Linked DNA regions of Mus musculus: region 1 is linked to region 2. The links are chromatin contacts, called in public Hi-C maps. All regions are on one chromosome and are shown on one strand. Each heading gives the region's core, a stretch centred on a gene start, on an enhancer-like site or on the middle of the called end of the contact. The rest is flanking DNA. Distances are from core to core; before and after follow the strand shown. Region 1 overlaps Eefsec (eukaryotic elongation factor, selenocysteine-tRNA-specific). Region 2 has its middle 9.0 kb from the start of Mir6376.

Evidence for each region. Hi-C and Micro-C count contacts between places; a contact is called where the count stands out from the background.
Region 1: a contact with region 2 is called in a Hi-C map of the G1E-ER4 cell line, with 7 times the contacts expected there. The contact joins two enhancer-like sites. A contact is called at or near these places in 4 of 484 Hi-C or Micro-C datasets (the G1E-ER4 cell line, LSK cells, embryonic stem cells and 1 more) and 2 of 115 datasets of contacts at active chromatin or transcription factors (bone marrow-derived dendritic cells and embryonic stem cells).

Annotation. Positions count from the first base shown.
Region 1 is chr6:88,373,133-88,375,832 of GRCm38.p6, reverse strand. The region is part of intron 2 of Eefsec (eukaryotic elongation factor, selenocysteine-tRNA-specific); the gene reads left to right. Among named protein-coding and RNA genes, the nearest start is that of Eefsec, 72 kb to the left of the region's middle. Within about 2 kb of position 1,437, at least 1 of the 459 cell types and tissues checked has an H3K27ac peak or open chromatin away from gene starts, as enhancers often do. A contact at or near this core is called in the G1E-ER4 cell line, where this site is marked.
Region 2 is chr6:88,111,897-88,114,596 of GRCm38.p6, reverse strand. No RefSeq gene overlaps it. Among named protein-coding and RNA genes, the nearest start is that of Mir6376, 9.0 kb to the right of the region's middle. Within about 2 kb of position 1,261, at least 41 of the 459 cell types and tissues checked have an H3K27ac peak or open chromatin away from gene starts, as enhancers often do. A contact at or near this core is called in the G1E-ER4 cell line, where this site is marked.

The sequences.
Region 1 (2,700 bases), core at 188-2,687, 260 kb before region 2:
GGCCTCAGTGCTAGAGCCTGGGGATCATGTTCTCCAACTACCTGCTTTGTGATGCCTCCATTGTCAACTAGGACAAAAATCGAAGAGTCTTGTCAGCTCTGCTGGCAGCCAGTCGGGGGCTGGGGGTGGGAGAGATATCATGTAAACTGAGGATATAATTACCATTCATTTCAGAGAGGGATGTGTTTCTTTTCTTGCTTTCTCTAACTTACACCTTTTCTCTTTCTTCTAAATTATTGAAAATGCCTCCAACTTCCCTTACAGCGTGCATGGTCACTCTGTAACCATCACTGGCTACAGGGGAAAAGCAAGCCTGGTTGGCAGAATCAGGCCCATGAGAAAAAGAGGAGGTGGGCCAATGGTTGTGGGGTTTTCCAAGGGAATAAAAGGCTGTGTGTGGTTGAGGGTCAAGTAAGAGGGAGGAGATAAGACTGTAAGAAGGTATAGAAAACCTCAGTTGCCTCTTTGCAGTTGGGGTAGCAAAGTATCAGAGCTATGGGCAACATTAGGAAGTAAGAGTTAGAGGCCACAGGGCTCAAGGGGCCACAGAATTCTGATGTGGCCAAGAAAATGAGTTAGTCACTTTGCTGAGCACACAGAGCTGGCGTGCCTTGTTGTTTGATGTCTCTCTCTCTCTCTCTCTCTCTCTCTCCCTCCCTCCCTCCCTCTCTCTGGCCACTCCTTTCGGTCAGTTCTGAAGATCTGTCACTGGGAGACAGGGCTTGCTCCTCTGTGCTATGCTGCCTGAGACAATATCTTCTTCCTGTGCCTCTCCTTCTCCAGCCTGTGGAGGGCAAGCAAGTGGAGAATGTTTTTGTTTCCCTGTCATAAAGATTGATATGCCTTCCCATTTATGATTTTTTTCCTATCCAACACCTGCAGCTCTCTCTCAGAATGCTCAAGTTGGTTAAATTAAAGCTTCAGCCCTGTGAATGGGCCATATATGTCATAAAAGATTTCCTTGCTCTGCCTTTTGTTAGCAAAATTCATCAATCTGATAAAATCGACACATTTAGATAAGTGTTGCATAAGAATTCAGACTTCGTTATTCCTAACGGAAGTGGATATGAGACTGTAAAAAGGAAGATAAAAATTATATCTTCTTTTTAGAGAGTTATTGATCTTCCTACCATTTGATTTACTTGTCAGAAAGGGGCGAGCACATTTTTGGAGACTCGCGTAAACCCCAACAGCGCCAGCTCACTTGCTTCATGGATAGGGACTTTAGGAGTCCAAGGGCACTTCTAAAACACTTGCAGCTCTGACCAATCACAGGGAGGGGAGAGTGCTCCTTGTTTTTAAGTCATCTTTCCTATTTTAATGTATTGGCTGGAGGCCAAATTATGAACTTTACCACACTGAAAGAGGAAATTGTCCTCAGAGAGGTATCTGAGCCCTTTCTCTCCTCCCATACCCAGCGGCCCGGCAGCAGAGGGCAGGGCTGTTGCTTGTGGGTGGCGTCCTGGGGCCCTGTGCCCAGACTGAGTATTAAGAGCTCTGCTGCATCATTTTCAGTGTCGATTCCTTCCGTTTGCTGTCCTTGTTAACTAAATTCGAGGAACAAAAATGTGGAATGGTGGACCCCAACATAGTCAAAACCTGAAAAATGTTTAAGACAAACTTATTTTTCTCTACTTGAAGTTTCAATTTTAATAGAAGATATTGAAAATAGAGAAAAGTAGTTAAAAGGCAGGACTACCTAATGATTTTTTAAAAAAAAATAGCAGCTGCTGACCTTCGAGCTTGTGATCTCCTATCTTTTTAGATGTATAGCACTTCTCTAATACTCATTGATCCCAGCACTTTGGAGGCCGAGGCAGGGGATTTAGAGTTTGAGTTCAGCTGGGATCACAGGTATGTGATACCTGTACTCTTCCAAGTTCTTTTGTTTTGTTGTTTTTTTTTTTTTTTTTCTAAGTTGTGGCAGAATACACTTGACTACTGTTTTACCATCTATAGGTGAATAATCCGATGAGTTGATGCATTCAGCATGCGTACATCCACCCAGACCTTTCTATAATCCTTGTCAACTTCTCCCGGGTGGTAACTCTCCTGTCCCCTGCACAGTCTCTTCTGTTTTCTGTCTTCATGTTTTGCCTGACCCGTAGTCATGTATGGGTTTCATAGAGCATTTGAGTTTTGTCTGTGTTACAGCTTTATCAGAATACTGTTGCCAAGACTTAGCCTGCTTTGTTATATTTGTGCCATGTGTTTATCTCCGTCTCCCCCCTTTTCCCCCCCGCCATTGATGGGCTGTGGGCTACTCTCAGCTGTTGGAATGATGAACTGCTTATGAACTCTGATTTCAGTCCTTCTGGAGCTATGTACCCTAGTACTAGGAGTTGGGGCAGGCTTGTTCGGGAGTCTGTATCTATCCTTTCTGAGGCACTTCTGAAATGCCCCCATAGTAGCTATACCATTCACACTCCCAGCAGCCATATGTGAGGGCTCTGGGGTGTTCATAGTCTCTCAACACTTGCTGTTTTGTGATAAAATGCCAGAACAAAGGCACCTTATGGAAGGAAGAATTTATTTTGGCTTACTGTTCCAGAAGGATAAGAGGAATCCATCATGTCAGGGAGGCCTGGCGGCAGAGGTAGGAAGTTGAGAGCTCATGTCCTCAAATGCAGGAGCTGGAAGCAGAAAGTGTGAACAGAAGGGGCACAAGGCATTGATTCTCAAAGCCAAGCCCAGTGATGT
Region 2 (2,700 bases), core at 12-2,511:
TTGAAAACACATGTGCACCTCCTGGAGCCTACAGAGGAGTGCTGCAATGGGCCCAAAGGACAGAGGAGGAGGGAGGTGATAGCAGATGAAGTATAAGCTTGGGTGTGGAGACAGAAAGCTTCACGCCGGGTAGGCCTTCTCCATACACTCATGGGGGCCCCACTCATACTGGGCCCCAACCAGCCACCAGAGTCTTCCAGTGGAGCAGGGTGAGGGCCGAGGCCCGGGTCCTGTCTTGCTCCGTTGGCCCTCTGTGCTTGGATGCCTGTTCACTGGAGCACTCAGCTCACCTCCCACGGACTCGCTCTCTGGAGCTCCTGACATACCATTCATGAGCTGACCACAGCCACCTAGGACCCCACAACCCCACATGGAGTCGGGCTAGCCTAGGAAAGAGGAAAGGGCAGCTTTGTCCCAGCAGCCAGGCTTGGGAGGACAAGCCTCTCATGTGACATACATATTCCTGCTGAGTAAATCACTCCAAGGATCAAAGAGCCACCGTGGTCTGCTGGCCCATCAACCCTAGTCTCGACTTATCGGCTGCTGCCTCTGATGCCCAAGGCCAGCAGAACATTCTGGCCCCCATGGACCCAACCCCCAGTGATTACCCAGAATCCCCGGGGGGGGGGTGCTGACCCAGTCAGATGGGTCCCCTGCTTTCTTGATCACACAGATCCTGTTTGTGACCTACCACTGTTTTCTGTCTTGGGGGTTCAGAGAGCATATTTTGTTTTGTTTTATGAATTTTGGCTTTCTGTTGTTGTTGCTGTGCAGAGCCCTCATAGGTACCTGACAGCAAGGGCTGAGGGCTTCAGCTCTTCAGCTCTTTCTCATTCTCAGTGTTCCCTGGTGTCCTCAATAACAACTTCTACTCTGATGATTGCAGGGGGTGTAGCTGGCAGGAACTAATGGGGGCTGGGCTGTGCTTCAGTACCCTAGTGCACCCAAGCTCTGGGTCCCATCCCTGCACCAGGAAGAAGTCAGAAAGGAACCAGTGGTGTAAGGGCCCAAACCTAGAATGTGAACCTGTCAACAAGGTGACTGTCTGGGGCCTCACTCATCCCTGATCCTCACCGGAGCCCTCTGCGCTGGATCTCAGGATGAGCCTACGTCAGATCAGAGCGTGAGGCCAGCAAGGCCACCCACAGCCAACGTGGGCAAAACAGGGACGAAGGGTGAGAGGCCCCAGTATCCAGGCTCCTTCCATCTCTGCATGCAGACACCCACCCTCTGTCCACCCTGAGGCCCAAGCAGGGGTGGATTTGCAGGGTTTGGAGTGCCCTCTAGTGGCTACAAGGCTCCAATTCAACCCCTACCCGAACCCCATATAGCAAGGTGAAACCCAGCTCTTCCCTGACCCTGTGCCCTGGGGCCAGAGACACCAATTCACTTTGCAACAAGAAAATCAAGGGATAGGCCACATGCACAAAACAACCAGAGCAGCCAGAGGTGCTGCCCCGCAGTGCTGTGGTACATTCCAGGGGCTACAGCCTTCATTGAGTGCCTGCTACCTGCTCTGTGACCTCAAAACAAGAGATTATTCTCTTCTACAGACAAAACTCAAAGTTGCTCTACATCCCTGATCTAGAAAATGTCCAGAGCAGTCCCCACATGTCACTGTGCAGAGAGGCATAGAGGACCCCAGTCCTCTGCTGGGGGCTGGAGGACACCAGTGCTCTGTGAGCTGCCAGGCTGCATCTTCTTATCATTAGCACTGTAGTGTGTTCCTGTTACCCAGCTGGGACTGCCACCACCAAAGGAGCCACCCCACTGGCAGACTCATTTCAGGCTCACACCACTCTAAGGAACAAACATTATTGCATTTTAAAGATGGAAACAAAGTTCCTAGCGGTTGGATGACTTTGCCAAGGCTACAGGTCCCGGAAGACAGCTGCAGCATCCCACCTAACCCAACCCTACCTTTCTATTTGCTTCCTAGTGAGGGTTTATTTTCCAAACCTTTGTAAATAGCCCCCACACCCACCTTTAAGAAAGCTTGGCAGCCAGACATGCTAGCGAGTGCCCTTAATGCCACAGGGGTTGGGTTAGGGAAGATGGCAAAGGTTTGAGGCCATCTCTGTTTGAGGCCGGCCTGCTCTGTAAGAGTTTCGGGCCAAGCTGGGAGGTGGTGACATCTACCTTTAGGGAGACAGAGGCAAGAGGATCTTTGAGTTTGAGGCCAACCAAGTCTACAGAGCAAGTTCCAGGACAGCCAGGGATTCACTGAGAAATCTTGTCTCAAAAAACAAACAGCAAATAGAGTTCCAGGCCAGCCAGGGCTGCAAAATGAGATCCTGTCTAGCACTGATTGATTGATTGATTGACTAATATGGAGAGAAAACAGTGAAAACCAGACATGGCATTACACACCTGTAATCTCAAAACTTGGGAGGTGGAGGCAGGAGAATCAGCAGTTCAAGGTCATCTTCAACGACATCTTGAATACAAGGCTCACCTGTGATACATGAGACTGTCTCAGAGAGAGGGGTGAGGGAGGAAAACTGTGTAAAGCTCAAATGCAGCAAAAATCCAAGAAAGTGACCCATGACGGTGAGAGACCGGTCAGTGGAGAGCACACAGTCTAGACGCAGCTCTGTGTCCTTAAAGAGATTTATGTCACCCACGAACAATCACTGCCCTGCGCCCCAGGAACAGCCCTGCATGACTTCTAGCTCCCGTTCATTCTCTTCAATCCAGGAG